Linked DNA regions of Hordeum vulgare: region 2 is linked to region 1. A link is a contact called in public Hi-C data. All regions are on one chromosome and are shown on one strand. The core of a region is the stretch at or near the end of the contact, and the rest is flanking DNA. Distances in the headings are between cores, read along the strand shown. Region 1 has its middle 840 kb from the start of LOC123448590. Region 2 holds the start of LOC123448590 (14-3-3-like protein GF14-D).

Region 1 (4,838 bases), core at 1,105-3,604:
AGCCTCGACGCCGTGATGGGAGACCAAGAAGTGTAGGAGCTTGCCGGAAGGGACACCAAAGATGCACTTGGTGGGGTTGATTTTATGGTTGACCGTGCACACGTTGGCCAAAGTACCCCCCCCCCATGTCCTCGATTAGTGTGCGCTCCTTGCGCATTTTGATGACGATGTCATTGACGTATGCCTCCGCATTTCTCCCCATATGGCATCCCAAGAAAATGCGCATCATCCTCTAGAATGTGGCTCCGACACTCTTCAGGCCAAAGGGCATGCAAGCATAGCAGAACACCCCATAAGGGGTGAAGAAGGCGGCTTTCTCCTCATCCTCTTTTGCCACCTTGATTTGATGATAGCCCGGGAAGGCATCCAGGATGCAGAGCAAATTGCAACACGCGGTGGAGTTTACTATCTGTTCAATCCTTGGTAGAGGGAAGTGGTCCTTGAGACATGCCTTGTTTAGGTTTGTGAAGTCGACGCACATACGCTTGTCGCCGTGCTGCTTGGCAACGACAATGGGGTTTGCGATCCATTTCGGGTGGAGTACTTCGTGGATGACTCCATCATCTTGGAGTTTCTCGACCTCCTGAACGATCATGACTTGCTTATCACTCACGTGGCGCCGTACTTTGTGCTTGACGGGGCATGACTTAGGGCACACCGCCAGGTGGTGCTCGATCACTTCCCTTGGAAAACCTGGCAGATCCAAGGTCGTCCAAGCGAACATATAAGTGTTATCACAGAGTAAGGCGATGAGTGCGCTCTCCTTCTCGGGGGGCGGGGGGAGGCCGCTACCGATGGTGAGGAAGGGCCCAGAAGTTCACCCATCCAACGCCACTTTCTTGGTCTTGGACCGCTCCGGGCGCTTCTTCCTCGCGGGCACCGGCCCGGCAGGCTCACAGACATCAACTTGGAGAGCTCTCGGAAGCCCAAGATAGAGTTTTAGGGCAGGCCGACGTGAGCCACATTGAAGTTGACATACTTTGTGCGGTAGTTCTTGTGAGTGCCGAAGGTGATGGGGAGGCGCACGTGGCCCATGTGAAGGGTGGAACTGTCACACCGCAAAAATATAATAATAATTTTATATAATAAAATATGGCCTAGAATAAATTTTTGAGAAATAATTTGCCTCATGACTCTTTTCAAAGCCTCCTTCCAAAAACTTTTCCTTTCAAGTGGCATTTCAAACAGAATTTAGTGCTTGAGCCCTTGCTTGAGACCATTCTGAATTCTTTGTTTAACTAAATGGGGATATTATTTTTAATTTGTTCATGTTTATTTAATATGTGAATTTCTGGGTTTTCAATTGATTTTTGAACCACTCCTTTTCCTTAATTATAAAATTCTTCCACAAGTAAATGTTTTTTGAAAATTATGTTGGAACTTGAGTGCTTGCATCAAAACATTTCTTTTCTTCTCACAAATTCATTGTATAACCTTTTGTAAATAACTTTTCCAAGGTTTATTTTATTCAAAACTGACTTTTAATTCCTTTAAGGACCTATTTTGCACCGCAACCTTTTCATAACTTTTTCTAAAAATTCTAAAAAACTAATAGGTGACATGAGATGTCCCTGAATGATTTTTTTTTTTGCAGAAACACATCCAAGTGTTTTGGAAAATTAGAGCTTATTAACTCCTTTTCTTTTATATCCCAAATTGGTGTTTGTACTATAACCCCTAGATATAACTTTTCAAAAATTCTATAAAAAAATTGTCAATTAATGCATGGGATACACTTTTATGAAAAAACCCAGCTTTGTGCTTTGGAAAAATTTAGTAAAACAACTCACTTTGTGTTCTGGTCCAGTTTGGTAGTTTGTACTACAACCATTTTTGCTTTTCTCCATTTGTCTTGAAATTTTTACTTCTAGTATTTCACCCTGCCAAACCCGTAAGTTCATGAGATGAGATCCATTGCAATATTTTTATTCCATGCTTTAATGCCAGAAAGTTTCTGGCCAGAAAAGGTTTTCTTCAAAAATTGTACTAACAAATTTCTCGTTTGATGTACCTAACCTTGCCATCATGAATAACCCCCAGAGAGACCCTCGTCTGGAGTTTGTGGGCACAAACAAAGCCCATTGTAGAATTGTAGCATTTCATCAAGCATGTGTAGTGCATGGCCAAATCTCGCATAGTTCCAATGCTGCACTAAGAGTTTGCTGGCCTGACCAAACCACCATGTCTGGCAGGTTTGCTCCAACGCCTTGTATAACCATGTTAAGTTTGAGCCTCATTGTAGTCATTTTTAGAGTGCCGGCAATTTGCCGAGCACCTTGCGAGCGTGCTTTGGGCGCGTCGAGGGCGCGTCTTATGCATGTCATCGCACCGAGCCGCCGCGTGCCACCAACCCCGCAGTCTGGCCGTTCTTAGCGCGAAGGGACACCTCCCCGCCCCCCAAGCCCGTAGAGGAACTGCCATGCTCTGGCAACCTCGTTGTGTCGTCGGAGCGAGATCCCTGGTAGTACATCCCGCGCCTACTCCGTGCACCAGCTGTCCCCTGGGACCTCTCCCCTGCATCAACCCTTGCTGCCAGCCATGCTATCGCACCTGTCGTGCCTTGCTGCCACCACTGTCGCCCTAAGCCATCGCTAGAGTCTGCCGCCGTCGACCTTCTCTAGAATCCCCGGCGAACCAGCGTGACCTCGGCTATAAAAGAGTCCCCCGAGCCCTTTAATGATTTCAGTACCCCCCGGAGCCCAAAGCTCTGTCCCCTCGCCGCAATTCGACCGGAGCTCACTCCATGCTCACCTGCAATAGCAGCCACCGCCGCCCTTCCCCCTGGCGCATTTGGCAAGTCCAGAGCCTCCCCTCCTTCCTAGAGCCCTCCTCTAGCCCCTGCTGCCCCGAAGGATCCATTCCCGCCCCCAATTTATCTCAGGAATCGCCGGCGACGAAGCCCCTCTTCCGTCCGACGACCCCGTCCGCCATGGCCGAAGCCCTGCCTAGCTCTGAGTCTTCCAAAGGTCGTCCCTAGTTCCCTGAGATGCGGCCTGTTCGCCGGCGTGGATGACGCCCTCTAGCACCGACAGTCTTCGTCGGGGTCAGCCTCTGGCCACGACGCGAGAGGAACGGGAAGAACACGATAGGTTGCCCCCACCTGTCGGTGAGAGGGAGCCGCTGCCCCTCTGGCTCTACCCTGTTGTGTCGTTTCCCTGCAGGTAAGCGTCCTTGCGTGGATACGCTTTCAGTTTCACAAAAGTGTACTACCAACGAAGCGTTTTCTAATTCCCGTTTTATTTTAAAAACAGATTTAAATAGGAACTTTAACTGCTCATAACTTTTTATTTACAACTCCAAATCAATTGATTATTTTTCCTACCTCTCTAAAATTTACTCTAGTTTATTTACAAATTTATTTCAAAAAAATTCAAACAACTTTTATGTGCTGTTTTGAACTTGTTTGTTAATTTATATATTTCAAAATAGGAACTTGGAGAGAGGGGGCTTGCTTCAAGATTTTGGGGTGCACATCACCCTCCTCAAACTTCAAAGGCAAGCATCTTGAACTCTGATTTTCATAAAGTTGTGTGATGTTTGCATTGGTGTATTTATCGCATGATTTTAGGTTATGTTGATAATAATCTCGCATGAAGTCATACCTTGCATAAGAGCATGTGATGGATATTTTTGTAGCTAAGTATGTGGAAGGCAAGTGGTAAGTGGGTACTGCCTCATGCCTCGTATGCTATGTTGGTCTAGACAACCTCGGAGTAAGGTCTGTCGTAGTGGAAATGAAACCATGGGCTAACATCTCGTGGGACGAGAGTGGTGAGTGAAAGCATGTCGTGGTGTGATGGTAGTAACCCTGAGATAATTACTTCAGTAAGATTGTGTGGTATTAACCCTTGTAGGAAAATATTAAACCTCCTAAGTTGACCGAAGATCGAGTCTGTATGTGCGTCACCTTACCTTTCGTGTTGCCGCAGGTCTTTCCGAAAGGAAATATGGTCTAGTAGGTCGTAAACCTATTACCAGGTACACACTAAGTAGAGAGGCTGGGACAAAGGTATCCATGGCCCTGGACTAAATCCAATCATCCGGTCAGGGGGCATGGGTGTTTCCGGTCTGGGGCCGAGAGGGAAGAGCTCTTCCCTTGTAGCACGCGGTATAAATTTGATCCCATGCTATTCGAGGTCGAAGCCTCCCCGTCTTATGGTTTTTCCCTCGCAGCTTAGCCGGGGTGAGGCCAGTCTTTACGGGGGAAAAACGGGTGTGTGCTGGTTCTTGGTGTTTACTTCTGAGATACCGTACGTGGGATTATTTCGACTGGCTATTTAAACCTGTGGGCTGTGGCTAAAGAGTACACCCTTTGCAGAGTCTAAACTGTTCGAGTAGCGTGTCCACGGTCAAGGACGACTGGTTGACTAGTCAAGAGTCGGTCTTAGTGTCAGTCTTCAAAGGAAGTTAAAGAAATCGTGAGACTAATAATGAAATATGGTGGATGATTATATTATTATTTTATTATGGACTAACACCTATGATCATGTTTGTTGAATATCCCTGGGACGGTTCTACTTCCTAGATATTCAACATTTATTACTGTTTTTTGTAAGCCTGTTTTGTGGTGTCTCTTAGAGCCCGACCATGGCAGGCTCATTATTATTTCTTATAAGCCCTTTCTGTGGTGTCCCTTAGATGCCCGACTATCGCATGCTCGTTATTAATTCTTATAAGCCCTATCTATGCGGTCGCTTAGACGCCCGACTGTGGCAACTGTTATTACTTGCATGTGAGCCCTTTAGGCGGTGTCGCTCCGACGCCCGACTGCGACACGATGTTATTACTTATTCTTTGTTACCCTTACTTTCTTGTTTATACAACATTGGTGGAAATAA
Region 2 (4,838 bases), core at 1,449-3,948, 840 kb after region 1:
GAGTTCGCACGTAGTTGACGGTGGAGACGGACGTGGAGGCGGTGACGGTGACGGTGGTGGTGACGTGCCGGCGAGGAGGAGCCGGTGAGGAGGGCCCCGGTGAGGAGAGGCCCCCGGAGGTGGAGCCGCCGACGGGGAGGGGCGGCCACCGTAGAGAGGGCCGCCGGAGAGGGACCTCCCGGGAGGGGCCGGCCGCCGAGATGGGGGGGGGCCGAGGTGGCCGGCACCCCTGCCGGCGGGGTGGAGGCCGAGAGGGGGCTCGCCGCGGAGAGAGGGGAGGAGCCGCCGGGGGGTGAGGGGGATGAGGGGGGCGGCCGTGGGGAGAGGAGGCCGCCGGGGTAGGAGGAGGCGGTGGAGGGAGGAGGCCGGCGGGGGAGGGGGCTGCCGGCGGGGGGAAAGGGCGGCCGCCGGTTGGGGAGGGAGAGGGGCGAGGTGGGGGGAGGCGAGATGGGGGAGAGGGGCGACAGGAGGGGAGGGAGTTACGGGACTGGGAGGAGGTCGTGGGGAGGAGAGGGATCGTGGGGAGGAGAGGGTCACGAGAGGGAGGTGGGGGTCCTCTCGTGGTGGAGGTGGGGTGGGGCCCCCACGAGGGGGGGGCTGGCGGCGGCGGCGTGGGGAAAGGAGGGAGTAGCGAGGGAAGGGGTCTGGTCGCCAGGGGGGGATTAGGGTTTGCGGGATGGGGCGCGGGAGGTGGCCGGCTGGGCCCTTTTTGGCCCAGCTGGGCCGGTTGGGGGGGGGTTGTTCCTTTTTTTTTTTGATTTGTTTTGTTTTATTTTCTCTTTTCCCTTTTCTTTTTATTATTTCTTTCTTTCAGTTTTCTTTCTTTCTTTTATCATTATTGTTTCTTTAATACTTTCCTCGTTTTTACATATATATTCTTGTAATATTTGCAATGAACTCATAACGTACTCTAGTTTTGTTTTCAAATCTGAAATCCGGACAAACTCGAATCAACGCGGGTCTGAGATGGAAATCCGATGACGTGGCATCATTAACGGTTGATCACTGTAGCTTAATTACGATTACTACTGTAGAAAAAGTCGAGGATGTCACAGAATGAAACTGCCAAAAAGATTTTTTCCGAAACAGAAAAAGACCGGGAAGCCGGAGAATCTGGGCAGGGGGCTTGCAGGGACCCCACAAGCCCCCTAGCCGCGACCAGGGGGGCCCGCGCCTCCCTGGCTTGTAGGCTCCCTGGGCCACCTCTGCCCTAGGTTTTGCGCCTATATATTCCCTAAAATCTCGAAAAAAATCAGGAGATCATCGAAAGTACTTTTCCGCCGCCGCAAGCTTCTGTCTCCGCAAGATCCCATCTGGGGCACGTTCTGGTGCCCTGCCGGAGGGGGATTCGGATACATAGGGCTTCTTCATCAACACCATGACCTCTCCGATGATGCGTGAGTAGTTTACCTTGGTTCTCAAACAGAGGGAAATACTTACTGCTCCTGTGCTGCATCACCCTTTCCTCTTCAAGGAAAAAATAAACGCAAGCTCAAGAGACGAGAGAAGGATCTCTGGCACCATTGCGAGGGAAGGACTTTTGTTGCCGTAGCAGTGTGGATCGCGTCAAGGGAGTTCGACAGCTTGTTGAAGTAGTCCTTGAACGCCAGCTCCATGGCTTCGATCTGATTCTTCACCGGACGCTGAAGACGCGTCTCGATTGCGTGCACCATCGCGAAGATCCAGGCTCTGAATACCAGATGTTAGCAACCCATCGATTCCTCTCTCGATCTATTAATCAATCACACGAATCAGGTAGCAATTTGGGGATACAACATCTGAGTACACGGATTGGGGAAGAAGGAGGAAGGGGAAGAGAGCCGTCGCATGTTCCGTGCCGTGATCCACTGGATGCGTCTTCCTCTAATGAACGACAGTTAAGCAGGCCGCGGCTCACACCCACTCGGGCCCCTCGTTCCTTGGGTTGGGCTTCTTGGTTCTTGTGGGCCGCATGGCTAGCGAGGTTGTCGGCCTCAGCATGTCACTCGGCTTGACACGATGTAGTATATTTTTCATTTTTTTTATAATGCGGTGTTTTGATGTGTCTTGTGTGGTGTGATTTTATGTTATGTACTAACCAACCGATATTTATATCGAAAAATTTCAACGTCATTGTCTCCGCAAGATCCCATCTGGGACACGTTCTGGTGCCCTGCCCCCTTCTTCCTCCTATCCCATGGTTCTAGATATCAAAGGGTGTACGGGATTGATATATTATTATTAATCATTTGCTCCCGAGTAATTTTAAAAATCATTGATCAAGTCAACATATTTAACCCAATCCCAAATCGGATACCTCAATTGAATAAAAAGCTTCAAAATTAAGGAGCATAATAAATTAAAAAAATTAAATAGAGTAGCTTGTTGAGAAATTGTTGATTTGGGACCAAATTCTAATTGAAGACTGCAATTGATTATGAGACTTTAATTTTGTGAAGGTTAGTGATACATTTTCTTTGTACCTAAATAACTAGTTCTCCTCAACTAGAGTTCTTTAGGTAAAGAGATTCTTTCAACTACAATTATTATTTAGATATAGAGGTATATAGAATATCTTTTTTGAACAGGACGCTGCTGAAGATGCTCACGCCCTCCCAGGCAGACCGCTCCGCACGGGCACTCCCCTTTGACCGCTCCGCTACGTGGCTCCCCGCCCGCTGACACGCCCTCCCCTCCCCGCCCCGCCCCGCCCCGGGGACCTACTCAAATCCCCATCTCCCCCCGCTCCCCCTCCACCCCGCACCTCCCCACAAACGCGTATTGCCTCCTACGCCCCCGGATCCGCTGCTCCACCCCCCAACTCCGTTGCCACACGCCCCTTGCACAAGCGAGCAACCATGTCGCCGGCGGAGCCGACGCGAGACGAGAGCGTCTACATGGCGAAGCTTGCGGAGCAGGCCGAGCGCTACGAGGAGATGGTCGAGTTCATGGAGCGCGTGGCCAAGGCCACCGGCGGGGCAGGGCCCGGGGAGGAGCTATCCGTGGAGGAGCGCAACCTGCTCTCTGTGGCTTACAAGAACGTCATCGGGGCCCGGCGCGCGTCCTGGAGGATTATCTCCTCAATCGAGCAGAAGGAGGAAGGTCGGGGCAACGAGGCGCACGCCGCCACCATCCGCTCCTACCGCACCAAGATCGAGGCCGAGCTCGCAAAGATCTGCGACGGCATCCTCGCGCTGCTCGATTCCCATCTCGTGCCATCCGCCGGAGCCGCCGAGTCCAAAGTCTTCTATCTGAAGATGAAGGGCGACTACCACAGGTAGCTGTCGCCTCCTTATTTGCGCCACAGATATTTCAAATCCATGACGTCAAGATGTGACTATTTTTTATGACGGCGCTCTTCTTTTGTTGGAATGAGGACGTGATCTGTGAGTACGAAGTAACGGGATGTGATATGATATAGTTCTTTGATTTATTTTCTACGGTAGTTTAGAAATTTATGATGGTTTGGTGCTGTGTAGGGCAGGATTTGAGTTGTGGGCTTCCTGTATGATTTATGGACTGGTAGTTTTATATAGGCTTACTAGTCTCTTGCATGAGATGATGCGGATGCGAGTTTAATTTCTGGTGGTGTGTTGGTAAAGTTAGTTTATTTTCTCATTGGTGATGGAGAGTAAAAAAAAAAAGATTGTGATATGGGGTCATTCTATTGGTTTGGGTTTAGTATGTGATTTGTGTATGGTCACACAATGCAGTGACTGGGAGACGTGAGCTTCTGTTGCCCAGTGAACGACGTCTAATTTATCCTTGTGATATTGTGCAGGTACCTTGCAGAGTTTAAGTCTGGTGCGGAGAGGAAGGAAGCCGCCGAGAGCACCATGAATGCGTACAAAGCTGCTCAGGTTACTGATAAGGCAATTTTTATGTGTACACATAGATATGACGAGTAGATCCTTCAGGCTGAGTTCTGTACATTGTTTGCAGGATATCGCTCTAGCAGATTTGGCGCCAACCCACCCCATCAGGCTTGGGCTTGCACTCAACTTCTCTGTGTTCTACTATGAGATCTTGAACTCCCCTGACCGCGCCTGCAACCTTGCAAAACAGGTTTGGTGGTTCTCCTTTCTTCTCCATTTTTTTCAGTTACCATGATTGTCAGCCCAGTGTTTGATTCCAGCTGGTATCAGTGGTGATTATATCCATGGCCAACTGGGGCAATGTACTACCGCCTCTCTGATTTACTAGAGGCAGATTGCCAGCTAACATGCTTGTGGATAGGTTCTGCTCCAACTCCCTTAGCAAATGAAGCTGCGGGAAATCAATCCACTTCTAGCATCTATGCTTCTGTGGGGAAAATTGATAAAGCTTTGGTGGAACTCCCACAATTTTTTCCAATTTTTCATCATCATGGAAGTTACTCCTCCATGCCTTAATATAAGACATTACTACATCCAATATGCTGCATATTGGATGCATGTCTTATATTATGGTGCGGAGGGAGTACTATGCTAGGATTTTGTTCATTTTTTATGTTAACTTCGGAACTGCTCAATCTTAAGGTACATGATACTCCCTCCATTTTTATTTACAAGGCCGCTATCAAAATTACATTTTGCAGAAATACAAGGCCACTAACACTAATCGATGCAATATTAATGGTGTTTGCCTCGTAGTAGGACATTAATTATCCCTTGCATGCATGCGAAAGTGAGATCATTGGTTTGATGTGTATGAGAAAGAAAAATACACATTAATTTACATGACAAACAAGGAGACAAGTTGCCTTGCAACATTGACTTAAAAGGCATTAACTTTTGCCTTGGTACCTGTAATATGGGTTTGTGGCCTTGTATAAAAAAATGGAGGGAGTATAAGGAATCCATACTAGCATGCTATTATGT

The links. A called contact is a pair of places that touch in the nucleus more often than the background predicts.
Region 2: a contact with region 1 is called in a Hi-C map of seedling, with 4 times the contacts expected there. The contact joins the promoter of LOC123448590 here to the enhancer-like site in region 1. A contact is called at or near these places in 2 of 6 Hi-C or Micro-C datasets (leaf and seedling).

What each region holds. Positions count from the first base shown.
Region 1 is chr4H:340,151,332-340,156,169 of MorexV3_pseudomolecules_assembly, forward strand. No RefSeq gene overlaps it. Among protein-coding and RNA genes, the nearest start is that of LOC123448590, 840 kb to the right of the region's middle. Within about 2 kb of position 2,355, at least 3 of the 3 cell types and tissues checked have open chromatin away from gene starts, as enhancers often do. A contact at or near this core is called in leaf and seedling, where this site is marked.
Region 2 is chr4H:340,989,599-340,994,436 of MorexV3_pseudomolecules_assembly, forward strand. LOC123448590 (14-3-3-like protein GF14-D) reads left to right here and starts at 2,699. Exons shown (of 5, transcript XM_045125543.1): 1 at 2,699-3,256; 2 at 3,761-3,839; 3 at 3,922-4,044. The coding sequence starts at 2,838.